7 separate regions of the Mus musculus genome follow, and regions 1, 2, 3, 4, 6 and 7 are each linked to region 5. Evidence: chromatin contacts called from public HiChIP or PLAC-seq and promoter capture Hi-C data. All regions are on one chromosome and are shown on one strand. The core of a region is the stretch at or near the end of the contact, and the rest is flanking DNA. Distances in the headings are between cores, read along the strand shown.

What was found. Promoter capture Hi-C pulls out the DNA fragments that hold promoters and counts their contacts. HiChIP or PLAC-seq counts read pairs in DNA pulled down with a chosen protein or histone mark.
Region 1: a contact with region 5 is called in a promoter capture Hi-C map of embryonic stem cells, with 3 times the contacts expected there. The contact joins the promoter of 1700063H04Rik here to the promoter of A2m in region 5. A contact is called at or near these places in 6 of 39 promoter capture datasets (cranial neural crest, embryonic stem cells, hippocampal neurons and 1 more), 1 of 484 Hi-C or Micro-C datasets (cardiomyocytes), 2 of 115 datasets of contacts at active chromatin or transcription factors (astrocytes and embryonic stem cells) and 1 of 9 other capture datasets (liver).
Region 2: a promoter capture Hi-C map of cranial neural crest shows a contact between it and region 5. The contact joins the enhancer-like site here to the promoter of A2m in region 5. A contact is called at or near these places in 6 of 39 promoter capture datasets (the HPC-7 cell line, cranial neural crest, embryonic stem cells and 2 more), 1 of 115 datasets of contacts at active chromatin or transcription factors (astrocytes) and 1 of 9 other capture datasets (embryonic stem cells).
Region 3: a contact with region 5 is called in a promoter capture Hi-C map of liver, with 4 times the contacts expected there. The contact joins the promoter of Rimklb here to the promoter of A2m in region 5. A contact is called at or near these places in 8 of 39 promoter capture datasets (the C10 cell line, the HPC-7 cell line, cranial neural crest and 5 more), 1 of 115 datasets of contacts at active chromatin or transcription factors (embryonic stem cells) and 1 of 9 other capture datasets (embryonic stem cells).
Region 4: an H3K27ac HiChIP or PLAC-seq map of embryonic stem cells shows a contact between it and region 5, with 3 times the contacts expected there. The contact joins the enhancer-like site here to the promoter of A2m in region 5. A contact is called at or near these places in 5 of 39 promoter capture datasets (the 3T3-L1 cell line, the C10 cell line, cranial neural crest and 2 more), 1 of 115 datasets of contacts at active chromatin or transcription factors (embryonic stem cells) and 1 of 9 other capture datasets (embryonic stem cells).
Region 6: a promoter capture Hi-C map of hippocampal neurons shows a contact between it and region 5, with 5 times the contacts expected there. The contact joins the promoter of Apobec1 here to the promoter of A2m in region 5. A contact is called at or near these places in 2 of 39 promoter capture datasets (cranial neural crest and hippocampal neurons).
Region 7: a promoter capture Hi-C map of embryonic stem cells shows a contact between it and region 5, with 4 times the contacts expected there. The contact joins the enhancer-like site here to the promoter of A2m in region 5. A contact is called at or near these places in 10 of 39 promoter capture datasets (the C10 cell line, cranial neural crest, embryonic stem cells and 4 more) and 1 of 9 other capture datasets (liver).

The regions. Positions count from the first base shown.
Region 1 is chr6:122,390,042-122,392,741 of GRCm38.p6, forward strand. It overlaps 1700063H04Rik (RIKEN cDNA 1700063H04 gene), which reads left to right and starts at 1,338. Exons shown (of 2, transcript NR_152109.1): 1 at 1,338-1,490; 2 at 1,983-2,646. RefSeq lists an enhancer at 2,564-2,700.
Region 2 is chr6:122,532,108-122,534,807 of GRCm38.p6, forward strand. No RefSeq gene overlaps it. Among named protein-coding and RNA genes, the nearest start is that of Mfap5, 20 kb to the left of the region's middle. Within about 2 kb of position 1,389, at least 96 of the 459 cell types and tissues checked have an H3K27ac peak or open chromatin away from gene starts, as enhancers often do. A contact at or near this core is called in astrocytes, embryonic stem cells and stem cell-derived epiblast-like cells, where this site is marked.
Region 3 is chr6:122,484,942-122,487,641 of GRCm38.p6, forward strand. It overlaps Rimklb (ribosomal modification protein rimK-like family member B), which reads right to left and starts at 1,364. Exons shown (of 6, transcript NM_027664.1): 1 at 1,150-1,364.
Region 4 is chr6:122,365,021-122,367,720 of GRCm38.p6, forward strand. No RefSeq gene overlaps it. Among named protein-coding and RNA genes, the nearest start is that of 1700063H04Rik, 25 kb to the right of the region's middle. Within about 2 kb of position 1,446, at least 20 of the 459 cell types and tissues checked have an H3K27ac peak or open chromatin away from gene starts, as enhancers often do. A contact at or near this core is called in embryonic stem cells, where this site is marked.
Region 5 is chr6:121,634,871-121,637,570 of GRCm38.p6, forward strand. A2m (alpha-2-macroglobulin) reads left to right here and starts at 1,303. Exons shown (of 36, transcript NM_175628.3): 1 at 1,303-1,525. The coding sequence starts at 1,419.
Region 6 is chr6:122,601,044-122,603,743 of GRCm38.p6, forward strand. It overlaps Apobec1 (apolipoprotein B mRNA editing enzyme, catalytic polypeptide 1), which reads right to left and starts at 1,401. Exons shown (of 8, transcript NM_001134391.1): 1 at 1,214-1,401.
Region 7 is chr6:122,415,188-122,417,887 of GRCm38.p6, forward strand. No RefSeq gene overlaps it. Among named protein-coding and RNA genes, the nearest start is that of 1700063H04Rik, 25 kb to the left of the region's middle. Within about 2 kb of position 1,389, at least 14 of the 459 cell types and tissues checked have an H3K27ac peak or open chromatin away from gene starts, as enhancers often do.

The DNA.
Region 1 (2,700 bases), core at 88-2,587, 760 kb after region 5:
GAGGTGTATCTCACATCTGATTGGTTAACTTGTCTTGGCAAAAGAACCTTCACTGCCTATGTATGTGTGGTGGCCAGCAGTAGCCAACTGCCACTCTGCAACTGCCACTCTGCAACTGCCACTCTGCAACGGCTTCCCACAGAAAAAAGAAAGGGTGAGCTCACTCAGCAGTAAGTCTCAGAGGTTGGAAACATTCTAGGCCTAGATAAGACTATACAGAGGCTAGAAGCTTCCAGGACTAGGCCTAAGTTAACACAGTAAGCCTCAGAGACAACAATTACAACAGGAGACTAGAAGATACTATTACAAAATATTTTTTAAGAAATGGGTAGGACTGGTGAGATGGCTCAGTGGTTAAGAGCGCCTACTGCTCTTCTAAAGGTCCTGAGTTCAAATCCCAGCAACCACATGGTGGCTTATAACCATCCTTAACGAAATCTGATGCTCTCTTCTGGAGTGTTTGAAGACAGCTACAGTGTACTTACATATAAAAAAAATAAATAAATAAAAAATATTTTTAAAAATGGGTAAACACATTAAAGCAGACTAGTTACCTGTCCTGTGGTGAGTCCTTGTCCTGTCATAAGTACCAAAAGCTCTCCTTTCACCCTCAGGATATTCCAGGTTGGATGGATTTGTTTGGACATCATTTTTGAGTCTTTGCTCATTTACTTACCACATAGCCTCGGAAGGAAAGGAGAGAGGGAAATAAACGGGAGGAAAGCAGAAGCAAGCACATGGAGCAGGAAACATGGAGGGAGGTCTCCAAGCCTGCCGGCTTCCCAGCCCATCAGCCCTCGCTTCCCCAGCTTGACAGGTCTTTGCACCATCAGCGCACAGGCAGCTGGAGGCCAGATAATCTGGCCATGAGTCTACGGGCACTCACGATCACGTGAGTCTGAACCCGAATGATTAAAGAGATAAAGTTCTGGAAAGTGGAGCATGACAGCACGGGCCTGTAAACACTCCTCAGCAGGCTGGGTCAGGAGCTCGAACCCAAATCCCGGCTGGGTTACAGAGTGCGTTCAAGGCCAGTGGAAGCAGCTTTGTGGAGACTCCATCTCAAAATAAAAAGCAGGCTGGGAGGTGGGAATGGGATGAGAAAGGATAACGGGAGGTGGGAACGATAAAAATGTAGTCATGTATGGAACTGTCCAAGAATAATATAAATTAAAACCAACAAACAAAAAAGTAGAGCGTTTGGTTAGGGGGCTTGAAGCCGTGTGCTCAACTTACATATGAAGGAAGGAAGGAAAGAAGGGAGGTGGGAGGGGGCAGGGGTGGAGAGAGAAGGGTGGTGTGAGCATAGAAGATAGTGCTAGGGAAACTCGGGGCCTGAGACGCCAACATGGCCTCTCCCAGGGAAGTCCCGTATGCTTCCAATTTAGGGACAGCCTTGTGGTGTGGGCCCGAGACTCCAGGGCTGCACAGCTTCTAGTATCCCCATTCTCATCCCGATGCAGTCCTTTAGATAACTGAAGACGGTGGAAGTAAGGATTCCCCACGAATGACTGAGTAAAAGCAGCGTCAGGTCAACCAAGAGTGGGCAGAAAGCAGTCAGCCCAGGCGAAGCCTTTGGAATGGGAGGTTGTAGACTGTCACAGCCTTCCGCTCAGTGATGGCACCGGGAACTGTGGCCTGGATCACCCTGATCCCCAAGAATCTAAGTTAGGTCTGCTGGGTGTGGGGGGAGCAGCAGCGCCTTGGAGAGGACTGATCTGCAAAAGGAAAAGTAGAGGCGTCCGCACCCGAGAAAAGGGGTGTCACGATTATGTGGCTGGTGGGGTGTCACGATTATGTGGCTCTTGGCTTGTCAAAAATGGGAACGTAGTCAGTGTTTTTAAGCATCAGTGTGGACTTAGGGTGAACATGCAGTGTGCGTGCGCTTCGTGGATGTGTAGTTTGTTCTCCGGGGGTGGGGCTGGGGGAGGAGTTCCTGACACTGAGATTTTCCAAAAAAAACGATTCTGACTTTTCTGCAGACTCTATCCCATCGCTTACATGAAACTTACTGGAATCAATTCCCACAGCCAGGTCTCTGGGAAAGACTTGGAGTCCTCTGAGAGCCCTCTGTCTGCGGGCGATGGCGATAGCGATGCCAACCCAGCCTTCGGGGCAATACCGCCATCTGCTGACGAGGCTAAGAAGAAAATACAGGAAAACAAGACTCCCATTATGATCTGGGAGATTGGTAAGAAATTCAGAGCCAACCAGAGAACTCACTCATACAAAGAAAAGGACCGCCACGGAGAGGAGAAGTCAGAAAGGCCACCGGGGAAGTACGGACAAAGAGTTGTGATCAGAGACTGAACAGATACGGGATCCAGGCTTCAAAGGCTCTTCCTGGAGAGATATTCTGGAAATGTCCTGCATCTACGACACAGAACCAATCTGAAGTGGCAGACTCGGTCTGAGAGCAGAGCTGGTTTTCAGGGTCCAGGGTCCCACAGCTTACCTCCCTGAGTGGCAGTGCTGTCGAGTGGAGGGTAGCAACTGCCATCTCCTGGCTTCTTGACTTTGGCATCTAGTAAAGTTTTCAAGTGCATGTCCTGACCATAGAGACCAACAAATGATGCGTCAATGTGCCCAATGAGGTCTAGCTAGCTCAGCCACAAATGTATTAAAAATAAAGATGTTTATGCTTTCTACAAGCGTTAGTCACTGGGTCCTCAGAATTTGACCATTCTTTAAAGTCCTGAA
Region 2 (2,700 bases), core at 139-2,638, 900 kb after region 5:
GTGTGCATGTGCGCACACGAATGACTATGGGATGTATATGTGTAGTGTGCCCACATGCGTGTTTGAAGGCATGCACCCCTGAGCTCATGCAAAGACCAAAGAGGACTTAAGACAGCTTTCTCTGTCCTGTTCTGCCTGCATCTGGAGCCAGGCTCGGCCATTCCAACAGCAGTGGGGTTTCAAGTGTGAGGAACACCCCATCAAGCATTGTGGTGATAGGATTTGAACTCAGGTCCCCAGGGCAGCAAGGACTCTTAGCACTGAGCCATCACACCAGGTCTCCCTTCCTATTTTGGTGATGAGGATAGAACCATGGTCTTATACATGGTTAGGAAAGCTCTAGCTACATGGCCAGTCTCGAATTCTTTTTCTTTTTTTTTTATAAATGTGAAAGATTAACGGTTTTTTATTTATTTATTTATTTATTTATTTATTTATTTATTTTATTATATGTGAGTACACTGTAGCTGTCTTCAGATGCACCAGGAGAGGGCGTCAGATCTCATTATAGGTGGTTGTGAGCCACCATGTGGTTGCTGGGATTTGAACTCAGGACCTTCAGAAGAGCAGTCGGTGCTCTTAACCACTGAGCCATCGCTCCAGCCCTCAAATTCTTATTTTAATTTGAATAATGGGACATTGATGTTGGAATTAAAGGAATTAATAAAAGCGTTCTTCAGAGTTTGGCTGCTTTCCTGGTGTCCTGAGTAGAAGCAGCCTTCTCTAGCCCCCCATAAAATTCACTCTTACTTTCTCATCCCACGTTGAGCTGATCACACTCTATACCTAACTTTCTTGTGCCATGCCTAAGATTAAAGAACAGTCCCTTCCTCTTGAATGAACACAGTCTTGAAACTCAAGTGTGAACTCTCTGGAGCTCTGTACACACTTTCCCTTGGTGATCTTTTGACTCAGAGGAAGCTGGTACAAATCCAGCTGGCGTCCCTGCCATGCCAGTTAATTTATTTATGCTGACATCAAGCAGTACCTGTTGTTAACCACAAGCTCCTCCCACTTTGCTTCAGCGTGAATTTAGCCACAGCGAAGCCTAACCAAAGGTGGAACACAGGCCCAGGAGGCACAATCAGCTTGCTCCTCCTTCTTACTGAAGTGGCTGGGACACAGTGAAGACTCTTAGAGGAAACAGAGGGGAAATGGAAGGGCATCGCAGACAGGCAGACACCAGGACAATGGTGCAAACCGCCAGGGTGGGGGTGGGGGGGTGGGGGGGGCGGACGGCGCGCTGACTGGCGTTCTCAAATTCCAGATTCAAAGAGAAAGCATAATGGGCTTCCCTGAGAGATGTGGAAACTTGGGGTGAAATGGAAGGAGACCCAAAGCACAGGGGAGAGGAGGCAGGCCTGTCTGTGTGCTTTAGGCAGATAGATCCCTTAGGAGCCATTGGCAAAATGTTCAGCCATCTAGCCAGAGCTGGTGGGACAGCCTATAATCTGAGCTCTTTGGGAGGCTGAGTCCTGAGGGATTTTAAGATTAAGTTTTGTTTGGGCAATTTAGTCAAATTTAATTTGTTTGTTTGTTTGTTTGTTGTGGTGTATTTTGTGGTTTTGTTTTGTTGTTCGGTTGGGTTTTTTTGTTTGGTTTGGTTTGTGTTTTTTCTTTGTTTTAGACAGAGTTTCTCTGTGTGTTTTTGTTTTGTTTTGTTTTATTGTTTGAGTTGTTTCTTTTTTGGCTTTGTTTAGTTTATTTTTGTTTTTGTTTGAGACACGGTTTCTCTGTGCAGCCTTGCCTGTTCTGGAACTCGCTTTGTAGACTAGCTTGGTCTCAACTCCCAGGAAGATCTACCTGCCTCTGCCTCCCAATTGCTGGGATTAAAGGCATGTGCCACCACTTCGGGACTTCAGAACTTATTTTTTAAAAAGTAAAAGATGCCTAGGGTCATATAAATGCAATGCCCTGAGTACAATCCCCAGAGGTGAAAAACTTAAGAAATTAAGAAAGGGAGAGAGAGAGAGAGAGAGAGAGAGAGAGAGAGAGAGAGAGAGAGAGAGAGGAAGAGAGAGAGAGAGGAAGAGAGAGAACTACCTTTGGGTAAAAATGGAGCCCTTATATTTTCACTAAGCAAACATCAGGGAAAGTGTCACGTTAAGTTTCTCTGTAAGAGAGTGACAGGTGGCCACAGTAGTTTTCAGACTCTTCCTCCTCCTTCTAACCCCACCCCCCCCCCCCACTTTTTTTTAAAAACCCAGTCAAGCATAGCCAAGGCAGCCCTCGGAGGCCGACTTCTGGGCAGAGAGCAAGAAGGAAAGAGCAAATGCTGTTTATATAAATAGGCACACAGAGCCTGTTGTTTCCTGTTAACAAACTGAGCGTGGTGTCACCTCAAGCCCTCACTTTTTTATTTGTTTGATTTTTTGGTTCTTTTGTGTTTTACAAGTAGCTGATAACTGATAAAGGTGTGCGCTTTTTTCAATTTGTCCAATCACTTTGAGTTAGGGCCTTGCTTGTCTCCTCAGACCCTGGTCTTGCAGTTTCCCTGTCGTTGATGATGCTAAATGACCTTTCATCCAAAATCACCTGAGTTAAATTGGGCACGTGCAGGCCTGTGATCCCAGTGTTTGGGAGATGGAAGAAGGAAGGTTTTAGGTTATCCTTGGCTACACATTGAGTTTGAGGCAAGCCTGGGCTACATTAGCTCCTGTCTTACCACCAACTTCCAAATTAAAAACTTAACCTGAGTTA
Region 3 (2,700 bases), core at 114-2,613, 850 kb after region 5:
GGACAAAACACTCCCCAACACATGGACTCTAGTACCTTAAGGAGCTACCAGAAAACGGAGATGAAAATAGTTTGACAAACTAAGAAGCAATGACACGAGGGACTAGAAGAGACCTACTATAAAAGACTAACAATGGTTTGGGTTACAACTGACTGAAATGTCCTTGTTTTCTTCCAAGTATCTTTAAATATATATTATCAACTGTTTTAAAACAGAAGAAATAACCTCCAACGTACCCGTTATGAAGGAGAAGAGACTTAAATGGCACTTAAATCTTTGGGATTTTGGTTAATGATTTAAGAATGTCTAGGAAAAAAAAAAGCCAAACAACGAAAAACTCTCCATATTCAACTGATATACTTTCCACATAGATTTGGAATTTAACCCAACTTCAGGCATTGGGAAAACTGCAGGCAATTGTTGGGAAAATAGCACTGAAAATTCACATTCAAGGTATATACAGGTTGGTTAGTAAAAAACCTCATTGATTTAACACTCCGTCTCTATTCATGAATTACAGGGATTACAAACCTGGGATGAGAAACAATAAATTAATAGGACTTAAGTTGTTCTCTATCCGGATGTGGGGGATCTACTCTAGTCAAACATTCAATTTGGTAACCTTCTTCCTTCTTGTTCCAAAGGTTGTTAAAGAAAAAGAAAATAGAAACAGCCGATCGCTACTCTAAATTGTACTCCTTGGGATGGACGTAGTAACATCAGGGTGAGGCTCGTAGCATCCTCCTGCCTCGGTCACGTCAAATTCTTCAGAGGAAACAAGGACAGTGGCGACAACCACACCCCTGAGGACAGCCGAGCAGCCGGCAGGTTTTACTCTAAGCAGCATTCCCAAGCTTACCACACCCCCTCGGCGACACGGGCAACCAGCCTAATTTCCACGCCGCGACCGCCGCCTCACGCCCCCTCCCGCAGGCAGCCGACTCTCAGCTTCCGCCGACTGTGGTACCCAGCGACCACCGGCCTCCGGCGCCCGCCCCCGCGCAGCGCCGCGCCGCGCCGAGTCCGCTCCCGCCGCCGCCGCCGCCGCCGAGCTCGGCTCCGGGTCGCCGGCCGAAGCCTCAGGCTCGAGGGCGCGCCCCCGGCCCACGCCCCCGCCGCCGCCGCCGCCCCGGGCGGCCCGCTGCTCACCTGGCCGCCGGCTCCTCCCTCGCCTGCCCGGCCGGCCGCCGCCTAGGAGCAAGCGCGGGCCGCGGGAAGTCCGCTGAGGAGGGGGAGGGGGCGGGATGCCGGGAGCCGCCTCCTTTCTCCTCGCCGCCGGCTCCCGCAGCCAGGCCGCGCGTCCTCACCCACTCGCCCACTTTCTCACGGCCTCGCGGTCGGCCGGCCTCTCCCTCCCTCCCCCCTCCCCCCGACGCCCGCACTCCCGTTCCTACACACTCGCTCACACCCGGCCGCCGCTCGCTCCCTCCCTCACTCGCCTGTCGCTCGACCGCGCGCGCGCGCGACCCCGCTCTCTCTCTCTCACACACACGCACTCACACACACACACTCACACACAGCGCACGACGCCGGCGAGGCCGCCCCGCGTCCCCCAGACCGAGGCGCCGCGCGCCCCCCGCCCGAGCCGAGGACCCGCGCGGCCCCGCCCCCGAGCGCCGCACTCGCGGGCGGGGGGCGGCGGCGGGCGGGGGGCGGGGCGGCGAGCGCGCTCGGCCGACTCCTGACACCTGCGAGGAGACCGCCCCGCCGCCGGAGGGGTAGCCGCGGGGCGCGCGCTCGCGAAGGGGAGGCACGCGGGCGCTCCAAGGACGCGCGCCTCGCCGCTCCACCCCCACCCCCCAAACCGTCCTCTCGGAGCCTGGAAAACGGGTAGGGGGCGAGGTTTGTTCCGCTCGGCACCGCGAGAGTAGGCCCTGCCGTTGTGCGCCCTCCCGCCCCGCGCAGCCCCTCCTTGGGCTGCGGCCGTGAGCGCTTTGATGCCCGCCGACCCCTCCGAGCCTCCGGCCGCGAGGTCTGGCCAGGGTACTCGCGCTGCCCGCTAAGGGGGCCAGCCACCCTCCCTCCCTAGCGTCCTGCCTCACCAGAAGGCAGAGATTTGGGGACAAAGATGATGGTAACTGTAATAGTCCGGATCTGCGATCGCACCGAAGACAATACCTCTGTATGGAAAGGCGCGTTAACTGCAGCCTCAGGCGAGCTTGGTACACTAAGGGAGGCTGAGGCAGGAGGATCACAGGCAGGCGATCCGATGCCTCAAAAATAAGCGATATGATAAATACTATGGGTTGGGCAGGTTCAAAGATAGACAAGGAAGCTAGAGCCAGCTTGGCGAGTTGATGTCAGAATAAACATCATATATTTTAGGAGCATTTCCTACATCCTGAAACCTAACAAATCGTCCAAAGAAGAGGCGAAACATTTGACCACAGTCCACTACTTAAGTCCCTTCTCTACACCATGAGTGAAGCCTTTACAATGAAAATGCATTCCTAAATAACTTCAGACATCAGATATGAGCTACAATTCAAACATGTTGTACCCCGTGTCAAGTCATAGCTACTGATTTCAGATCCCGAAGACCAGCAGCGCAGGTGGTTTTCTGTGGGTCACCACCCTTTCACAGAGGTCACCTAAGACCATGGAAAACAGATATTTGCATTACGATTCATAACCGTAGCAAAATTACAGTTAGGAATTAACAGTTGGGGGGGGGGTCATCATAATATCAGGAACTGTATT
Region 4 (2,700 bases), core at 196-2,695, 730 kb after region 5:
GAAAAGTTGGGGTCAGGTGGATTGTGCACACTCCACTGTAGTGGCACTTATACAACCACAACCCACAACCTCAGTGTGTTTATTGTGCATAGCACAAAGGGAGGTCTCAGGAGGTGTCTGTGGGCCAGTATTCTCAGGCTATAGATATCCTGGACAAGGAAGTTTCAGTTGCTAGTTTTTGTACACACTAGTCACTTGTTCACTCCTGAGGAAAGCTTGGCCATCACTCGGAGCCTTGCCTGGGGAAGCCTATGCCACTCCCATGGTGCTGAGGTCCTTTATTGAGGTCCTTGATATGACCATGCCCGTGTCAGTGCTACAAATTCACTTAGGACGTCACTCATTCAGGAGTTCTTCCTCTCCCTATACTTGGTATTCTATCTAATTTTTGAGTTTTATTTTCATATTGCAGACTAACTTGAATATTTCATTCAGCTGTCTGTTTTCTCTTGGAAAATAGTCATGTCTTTTTTGGGGGTTGTTTGATCATATTTATAGTTATTCTTTTGAATTCTGCATCTGGAATTTTGTCTTACTTATTTTCATTGAGGAATCCTTACTATGGGATCAGTGATTAGGGAGGAGAAAAATTGTTACTTTTGTCTCTGAACAGGGATCTGCCTGTCTAGGGTTAGATAATCAAGGGGTTCTTTCCTTTTTTGTTTTTTGCTTTCCCTTCTATTCAGGTTGGACATGTTTGTGGTGTTCAGGATAGATGGGGTTGTATTAATAGTTTCATCTGTTATATTCACGTTCCAGGTGTTAGCATTCTATCTAAACTGTACCGTACAGTTACCTGGCAACAGTCAGGTATGCTCCTCCCCACAGTTACCTGGCAACAGCCAGGTAGCCTGAGCCACTATAAAAGGGGGTGCTTGCCCCCTCCTCCTTCTCTTGTTCTCTCTTGATCTCTTGGTCCCTCTTGCTTCTCTCATGCTCTTGCTCTCCCTTTCCCATTTCCTTCCCTCCCCCTCTCTCCACGTGGTCATGACTGGCCTATACTTCTATACTCTCTCCCACTCTCTGCCTTTCTCTGCCTCTACTACCCTCTCAACTTCCCTCTCCATGCCTTGAATAAACTATTCTATACTGTCATATGGGAAGGGATGCCTTGGCATGGGATCACTCCCTTCCCCCACATCTCACTACACCCCTATAGAACGTCCTCCCTACCTCTTTATCTCCTTATAAACACATCATCAGATACTAGCTCCAGTTTGTCGCTGCGGGTTGAGTACTGTCTACAGCAGCAGTGACTGTCCCTCAGTAACCCACTCTGATAATAGATGGTAGGTGACTACTGCTAGAAATAGTCTTGGTGTCACACAAAGGAATACCTGAACACAATGGAAACATCTCAGCAAGACAAAACTTTACTCTTGGTCAGGAAGGGCGCACTACCCTCACAAGGAGAAGAGCAGGCACACCAAGGTGAGAAGTATGCTTAGTTCTTATTCTAATGCAGGTGGTGACTCTGCGTTTCCCTCTGCTGGGATCTGACCTCACAGTCTTTCTTGACTGGCTAGTTTAAAAACAATCAGTTCAAAGGAATGGGGGAAACTGGGCAGGGGGTTGCCACTGAAGTTCTGCAAATGTAGCAGGGCCTTTGTGTAAACAAAAGCTTTACAGAGCTGAAGGGGGGGGGGGGGTGCTAAAACATTTGCATAAAGGTTTTATGGGAGGGGTAAATTCCTTTTCTCAAATCAAAGTTTTACAGTGTTTGACAGAAAAGACAGATATTTAATGTTTCTTACACCACAAAACAGACACTTGACAAGTAGCAATTGTTTTAGAGAAGAAAGGGACTCTGATAGTACCGTGTATTTTAATATGTAACTGTGAGTGGGAGGTAAAGAAAGTGAGCAACTGTGATAAGAACAGAAGTATTAGGTTGTTAGATGGGAAAGAGAAGGACACACAAAGGAGGGGGAAAACTGAGGCAAGGGGAAGACATGGGGGGGTAAAGATAAGGACTCAGATTTCATATAATAGGTCAACTTCTGGGCTTTGAGAGTAACAGTGAGAGGAGTGGGTCATGAGAAAGAGAAAGAAAGCAAAGAAAAAGGAGAGAGCGAAAGACATGAAGAGCTAGGAGCATCTGCTGCAATGACCTACCACACTCAGTGAGAACTAGCTGCAGGGGAGGAAGGAAAGCTGGTGGGGTCCAAGGTGGTAGGTGATTGGTTGGCTTGAACATTCTTTCCTTTCCTTGGCTGATCCGTTGCTTTGCTTCTCTGATCTTGATCTGGGCTGCACTCAATGTTGATATCTTACCAATCCTGGTCCCTTGCAGGACCCCAGTTCCCACTGTGGACACTGTGGCTAGCTGAGGAAAACGCCATCCCTGCTGCAGGTGCTGTACTCTCACAGTGTCTGCAGTATTCAAACTGGTTAGAGTTTGCGCTCAGCTCCCACATCCCACATCGGCTCCTTTCCCCACTGGGATGCTGATGGCGCCTGTGGTGTGTTAATCTCATCAGGTGAGAGTAAGACCACTACCACAGTTTTTGAGCCAAATCTGAAGCAAGCTTTATTAAATGCTGGGCAAGACAATGGACACTGGCTGGGTCCATCCCCAGAGTATGGCACCAAATTACATTAGTCACATGGTTATAAAGGCAAACCTCACAAGGCTACTTACTCCCTTTGTTCAGTCAGGGGCAAGCATTCATCCTGACATACTTCCTGCATATTTACCTA
Region 5 (2,700 bases), core at 53-2,552:
TTATTTCCTTTGTCACCTCTCTATATTTCAGTAAGATTGATCTCTTCAAGGATCAGATGTGAGCTTAAGTATTTTGCCAAAGATCTTCTCTGATTTAAAGCCAACTCCCTTGACCACCCTCCTAAATAGTTAAGCTTTTCCTTCAGGACAAAGAAATCTCATTTCCTTAAGAGCTTCATTACTACTGAATATGTGTGTCATTTTAAGGATTAGAATGCCCCTTGCTCATCTCCTTCTCTGTCTAACCACCACTCAGAACTCACAGCTTACTTTAGATTTCTGCTTCCTTCCGAGTTGTTTCCAGGAGCCCATAACAGGCTATGTGTCCCTCGCACCTGCCTTCGAGGAGACTTCAACTTCTCTAATGATAATGGTTGGTTACTGTACTCGCTTTTAAAAGCCGTCCTATCACCTGCCCTACGTCATAGAACTTTTACGGATTCTTACTTCTACTTATCTGACATTCTATCGCTAGGTTCTAGCCAAGGAGGATCAATAAATGGTTATAAATAACCAAGAAGCTGCAAGAACAAGTAGATGGATGCATGAATCAATGAAATTGCCTCCAGGACAATTCCAGAGACTAGAGAGGGGAGTGTTGCACAAAAGCATTTGTTGAGTGGATGGCAAAGGCAGCTGGGATCTTTGTTAGGCACAGTAAAGTGGGGTTTCTGATACTGGTTACTTTTCACCTTAAACTGGAATGAGTGTATGTGAAGGTTAAGGCCCATGCGGTGATATCCTGGGATTTAGAAATTCACTGTTTAGGGTAGACAGCAAGCCCAGGACCCTCCTATCTCCTGTTCTCCAGCACCTGGATTATAGGTAAGCATTAGGAAACTTACAAAACAGTCATTTCTCCTGGCCCTGATACTTCATTTTCAGTCAATCTAATGTATAACAATACCTCTAAAGTCAATACCTACTTCCTAGTTTGGTTCAAAATTCCTTTCATGGAAGGGAGCTAAACATGGGCTTTGCGTGAAAGACAGACAGACCTTCTGTGGCTCAGAACTTGCTGGCACACTTGAATTATTCAAACCTCTCCAGTACTGCTTAAGCTGCAGCCTGCTTGCCAACTCTCCAGACAGGAGCCCAGAGCATCAATAAGTGGCTGTGGGGGAGGAGAAGGCGATTATCAACTTTATTGTACAACGGAGAAAAAGTGAGCAGTAACAGGAAAGTGCTTAATCCTTCTGGGAATTCCGGCTAACGGGTCAGGAATTAACCTTGGCAGTAACTAGGCCATCAATGACCCCTTCAGAGAATGTTCAAAAAACCTCAGCTTTGTTCAGAGAACTCGTGTGGGTGGAACCCGCTGTTTGCATAAAGCCTAGCTGCTCCTCAGCACGTTCAGGACCAGATCTCTGGCGGGGAGCAGGGTGCAAGGCAGCCAGGTCTCCAGTCCTCTCTGCAGCATGGGGAAGCGCTGGCTCCCAAGCCTGGCCCTGCTGCCGCTGCCGCCACCGCTGCTGCTGCTGCTGTTGCTGCTGCTGCCCACAAATGCCTCAGCACCACAGAAACCGTGAGTCCACCGAACGCCAGAAACTTGAATTTAAGGCTTCTGTTTACTCGTTTCTTTCTTACAAAACCGTGACCTTCTTTCTCATCTCCTAGGTTCCTTAGAGCGCCGAGATTTGTACAAATCCTCCTCACTCATTATTCCTCCTCATCTCAGTTTTAATCATTTCTCTTTAGCTCTCTGGATTTCGGAATATCCAAACTCCCCGGTGACACACAGAACCTTTGTAGGTACTCTTGTCTTCAGGACCTCCTGTGGCTCTGCTGAGACTTTGCCCTTGCTTTTTCCTTTACATTCCTCAGGGCGTTTGATAAAACAAAGATTTTTTTCTTTTCAAAATCTCTAGGAATGATTTCAAAGGTTGATGTTGATGCTGAAAATGTAAACGACTTTTGTTACAGGAAAAAACAAAACAAAACAAAACAAAACAAAACAAAAAAACCCCCAACAACAACAACAACCCCAAAACCAAAAAAACTATTGTGCAAATCAGCTAGCGATGAAATCTGTGCTCCAAAGAAACGAACCAAGGAATGTAGAGAGACAGATAGACAGACAGAGCAGGTCATACAAGAAGATGTACAAGAAACAGTGACAAAGACATAGTTATTGGGAACTTTTTCTTAGGGCTTCTATTTACACATAAGACAAATGTTACTTGTTTAATGGGGAATATCCAGCTAAAGGTGAGAGCACCACGGTGGAAGAAGAGAGCACACAATTCTCAATATAAATGTATGAATCATGAATATATTTTTTAGTAAGTTATGTACTAGGACTTCTGAAAATAATCCAATCATAAGAAAACATTTAACACTTACAAATTTATGGTCACACATATAAAGGAAGAGTTACTGTTAAATTTATATACCCACAGGTAATATTTCATATTTATATTAATATTAACATATATATATAACACATATATGTTAATAAAAATGATAGTTGATCATGAGATATTTTTAAGCATAAGGAAATCATAGTATAAACTTCTGGATAGTAAGTGGCACAGAAATTAGAATTTTTGAGCATTACAAAAAGAACCTACACATTTTATTTATTTATTTATTTATTTATTTATTTATTATTTTATTGTGGTTGTCCATTTGTTTTGTGGTTGTTTGTTTTGAGACAGGATTTATGTTAATTATGTCTGACAGCATCCCCGTCTCGGCCTC
Region 6 (2,700 bases), core at 151-2,650, 970 kb after region 5:
GTCTCTGTCATAGTAAGTTTAAATACCTTAAATGCCATATTCAGCAGCTCTCTGATAGTATCTCTCAAGTGTATCTGAGTTAAATATCTATTTTTAGTTATTTGCTTTAAGTTGTTTCTTTTTTTTTTTAAAGATTCATTTATATGAGTACACTGTCGCTGTCTTCGGACACACCAGAAGAGGACATCAGATCCCATTACAGATGGTTGTGAGCCACCACCATGTGGTTGCTGGGAACTGAACTCAGGACCTCTGGAAGAGCAGTCAGTGATCTTAACCGATGAGCCATCTCTCCAGCCCTATTTGTTTTAAGTTATATCTTGAAACATAATTTTAAGCCAGTGATTCTCAATTTTTTTTTAATGCTATAATACTTTAGTATCCGAGTTCTTCACCAGACTGACTATGGTCATTGTTTTATTGCCTCATAAGACAGGAATTTTTCAGTCTCTGGTGTTAAGCTGTGACCCTAATTTTTAGTCTTTTATTTATGCATTAATAAAGATAACATACTAATAAAGACATTACAATAAAATATCTGATAAAATTTAAAATGTTTCATAGATTTATAAATGAAAACATTTTTTAAAAGCTGTTTTTAAAATGTCCAGTTTTGATTTTTTGTAAAATTCCAAAATTTTCGTTAAAGTAGTTTAAAATCTCTCAATTGTGTGTTTTTTGAAAAACAAAGTACCTTTTTAAAGAATGAAGACATGGAGCACAAACCGTAATTCTTAGAAGACAAAACCAAATTTTAACAGTATAAGCAACTTAGTGTTTTATTATAAAGGGGTTAGTTATTATAAGTTATTATAAGTGGGTTATTTTTATGTTACAAAGTTTAGTTGACAGCAAGAAAAGTTCTTGTATAAGAACGCATGGAGATACAGCTTAAATACCTCCTAGTTTTTTCTATAAACTTGGTTTTTAAGACAGATCAGAAATTATATAAAAATCTTATTCCAATTTAAAAGTATCTTTGGAGACCCGTTTCCTTGGCTGGTCCATCCCATGTGTTGGACAATGGCTCCAACCCTGAGTTACTGGTTTTAAGTTAACTTTTTGGTACAGATACTAAAAATTTTTAACCATATCCAACGACTTATGAGCCAATGATCTATAACCAATACATACAGAACACAGAACAGTCAGAAGCAAACACGCACTGGCCACATACATTTATACATTCAAAAACAGACAAAACTTCCCTTACTTCTTCCTGATCTGATTTCAAGGGAGGAGCGCCTTGCTGTTGCTGCCTGCAGAATCCAACGCTCATGGGCACCGTGGTTCTGTAGCGGGAGTAGGCACCGGCTTCCTGACCACAGAAAGCTTAAGAGCTGCTGGTTTCGCTTTTAGAGAAACTCGAACAGCTAGATCAGGCGGCAGGGGTTTGCATCAGGCGAGCAGGAGGCGGGGCTTTACCAGCAGTGCAGGACTCTCAGCTGCAGGCACAGTGCCAGTTTATCAGTTTTTGTTGTTATTATTATTGTTGTTGTTGTCCCGATTCGGCCGCTTCCCCCCACACCCCCCCCCGAAAATCCTTGAGATGGGTAAATACTAAGAGGTGAACAACCAGCAGATGAACTTTGGCCCGTTTTTCCAGATATAAAACACAGAGCAACATTCAAACTAAATGAAACCACAGACACAGACTGACAGACATGGGCAATCCAGCATGCCCAGAACCAGAAGCAAATGTTCCCTCAGTGGAAACCAGTGAAAAGCGGGCCGTCTCCTGTCCTCCTCTGACCCTCGGAGCAGTGCTGCGTCCACTTTCTCCTTTCTTGGGTCCTAGAGAGGCTCCACCAGAAAGCAGAATACAGGCTCACCTCCGGGAGTCCAGATGACTGAAAAACAGTCCGAGGTGCTGCTAATTCAGCTTAAGGGCTCAAGTAGGTTAGCGTTTGGTATCCAAATGTTAGGGTGTAAAAATCTAAAAATAAATAAATAAATAAGTCTGCCAAGTTATCCCACAAATTAGGATCTAGGGATAGAAGTCTTCCCTAGGAACTTGTCTTTGTGGTACATTCATCCTGTTCCTACTGTTTGGTTTATTCGACTGTGGTGGGAGACTTGCCTAGCAATCATGTCTCAACTTGCCAGACAGGATGTCAGTTCAACACTGAGGTCTTGGGAACTTAAACTTATTTGACCTCTGTTCAAAATGAAAGTTTTATTCAAAATGGCTTCAGTCTGGTCCCTTCTCTTTCTTTCTTTCTTTCTTTCTTTCTTTCTTTCTTTCTTTCTTTCTTTCTTTCTTTCTTTCTTTCTTTCTTCCTTCCTTCCTTCCTTCCTTTCTTTTTTTCTTCCTTCCTTCCTTCCTTCCTTTCTTTTTTTCTTTCTTTCTCCCCCCCCACCCCGCCAGACAGGGTTTCTCTGTAGCCCTGGCTGTCCTGGAACTCACTCTATAGACCAGGCTGGCTCAAACTCAGAAATCCACCTGCCTCTGCCTCCTGAGTGCTGGGATTAAAGGTGTGGGCCACCACACCAATATCCTTTCAACAAGGTTTTTACTATTTTTCTCTTCTTTTCTTCTTTTTTTCTCCTACTTTTTGAGACAAGATTTCTTTATGTGGCTCTGGCTGTCTATAACTCTCTATATAGACCACGCTAGCCTCAACTCAGAGTTCCACCTGCCTCTGCCTCCTGAGTGCTGGGATTAAAGGTGTGGGCCACCCCACCAATATCCTTTCAACA
Region 7 (2,700 bases), core at 139-2,638, 780 kb after region 5:
GGCAGGGCAGGGCATGGCAGAGGGAATTTATTGGGAACAGTAATATTAAAGGAAACACTTAAGAGAGCAATATGCAGGTTTTGTGCTAATTGTGGCCCAATGATCAAACACAGCATGCTGTCTATTTTGTAGTAACGTTTTGATGAAACCAGTAAGAATAGCTCATCTGTGTATTACCTGCGGCCTCTCGGTGCACCACACTAGACTTGAGGGGTCAGAAGCGGCTATGCAGAGTTGAGTGCAGGCATATGCCACCATACCCGATGCTAACTCAAACCACCATCATCTATTGCTGTTGGGAGAGCTATTTCCTCCTTTGTCTGTGGCCCCAAACTTCAGTACCTTGTGGGCCTGACACAGCTTTTTGTCTTGTCACTTGTCATGAGCATTACTTTTTCTGCACTCACACTATGAAGCCCTTCAGAGTGACAGCCACTGTTTTTCCATATGCTCTCCCCCAGCCTAAGGGCTCAGTGTGACATCTAAATGGAGAGCATGGGGTGTGGCTCGTTTTTTGTGTGTGTATGTGTGTATGTGTGTGTCCTACTTTCTGTCTGCCTTTCTGCGTCTTTCACAGTTACTCCTTCTATCTCCTTCTGCTCCCACAGACACTCTCAATAGTCGGTGTTTGGAGCTCTTGGTTGCTGACGAGTTTATGACTGCTAGCATTGTGACTGTTCATTCTGATAGCTATTGTGTTAGTTAGGGTTCCCAGTGCTGTGAAGAGACACCACGACCAAGACACTCTTATAAAAGATAACATTGTATTGCAGCTGGCTTACTGATTTTGAGATGCAGTCTGTTATCATCATGGCATGGCATGGCAGCATCCAGGCAGGAATGGCGCTGGAGGAGCTGAGAGCTCTACATCTTGTTACAAAGGCAAACAGAAGACATGCTTCCAAGCATCTAGGAGGAGGGTCTCATTGCCCACTCCCACAGTGACACATTCCCTCCAGCAAGGCCACACCTACTCCAACAAGGCCACACCTCCTAGTAGTGCCACTCCCTGGGCCAAGCATACTTAAACCACCACAGATATTCTAGACTAGAATATGGGGAGAATGCAGCTTTTGTCTCGGTTAATTTATTAGTAGTGGAAATACAGCACAAGGGTAACACACATTTTCTGAGGTCCCTGTCCCAGGGTCTATGATCCATTGTTCTAAGAAATTGGATTATTGCATGAATCAAATTCTCAGGCAGAACTTGTGTTGCTGGTCCAGGCATGGTGCTTTGAGAAGCACTGCTGTAATGCTGAGTGTAAGAGGGAGCAGTGGCCAGAAAGGCCTCTTGGCATTGAGATCGGAAGTCTCCAGAAAGCCCACCTCTCCCTCTCCAACAGCCAACAGGGAGAGGCCAGGAAACTGTTTTCCATCTGTTCCCCCCCAGGACGTCTCTGAGCTTATTATCCTTATTATCAGCAATTTTAGATTGGGACTCTGCTCCCCAGAGGGAAATGAAAATAGTAACCATGTGGGGTGGAAGAAACGAGGTGCCAGAGTTAATGAGTCCTCCGTGGAATGAATCCAGATGTATTTCCCTTCAATGGGAAAGGGAGTTACTTCAAAACTTGGAGGGGTTGTTTCAAGGTCTTATTGTGTGTAATTTTCTGAAACACATCCGCGTAAACAGTGATGTACAGTAAAACAATGGAGATGCTAAATTTAATCCACACCTTTGGGTCTTTGGTTCACCTCTGAAGACCCAGAATGCGATTCAAATCTGTACTTTGTAAAGCTCTCCCCTGGGCAATGTTTGGAGCCCAGGCAGACTGTGTTTGGCTAATTCTGTCTCCCAAGAATTGTAATTGTACAGTACTTGGCACCTGGAAGCTTTCAATTAATATTGGTACAACTGTCCACACACTTGTGCACACATACTTGCACACACACACACACACACACACACACACACACATGCCTAATGTGTATGTGTGTATGCTCACGCGTTGCATAAGACTGGTTATGCATGACATAAGTGTCCCTTCAGAGCCTCGTTAGGCAAACTCTGGGGAACTTGTTTCCACAATCCAAGAGAACCCCTTGGTATTTCTCCTAAGTCCCCTGCCACATACACACAGCAGGCAGAGCAGACTCATTCGCGGGTAGCACTGCTTACTAAACACAGAGCCCTCACGATTCTCCCCGGAGGCTTTGATTGATTTGTGCACAAGGGAAAAGTAATGCATCCAATTAATGTTTTGATATACACCAAGTAAATCCTCAAATAAGCACTTGCCTACGACAAATAATCTTCCTTGTAATCTTATATGAGGGTTTAAAAAACATGAAATTCAATGGGTTTTTTTTTTCTTTCCTAGAATACATTCCGGAGTTTCTTGATTTGGGTTTTTGTGGTGCTGTGATCAAGCTTGGCACGTGCTAGACAAGTCTACCACCATGAGACCCCCAGCCCCTCTCTCTAAATACGCCCTTCCATCCTATATTGTTCCAGTTCTGATCCTCAATGCTCCCCAGCAAGGACCCAGGGGAACCTTCGGGGGTGTGGCTTATTGAAAGGAAGAGAAGTCATTTGATTTGAGGGCACACTCTTGGAAGCAATCATGACCTCATCTCCCCTCTGCGTCTCTGTTTTCTGACCGCCATGGGGTAGGCTCAGTGCTTAACCACAGGCCCCCAAGGCAATACGCTGCTGACCCCTAGGTCCAAAAACACGGACTGAAACCTCTGAGACCAT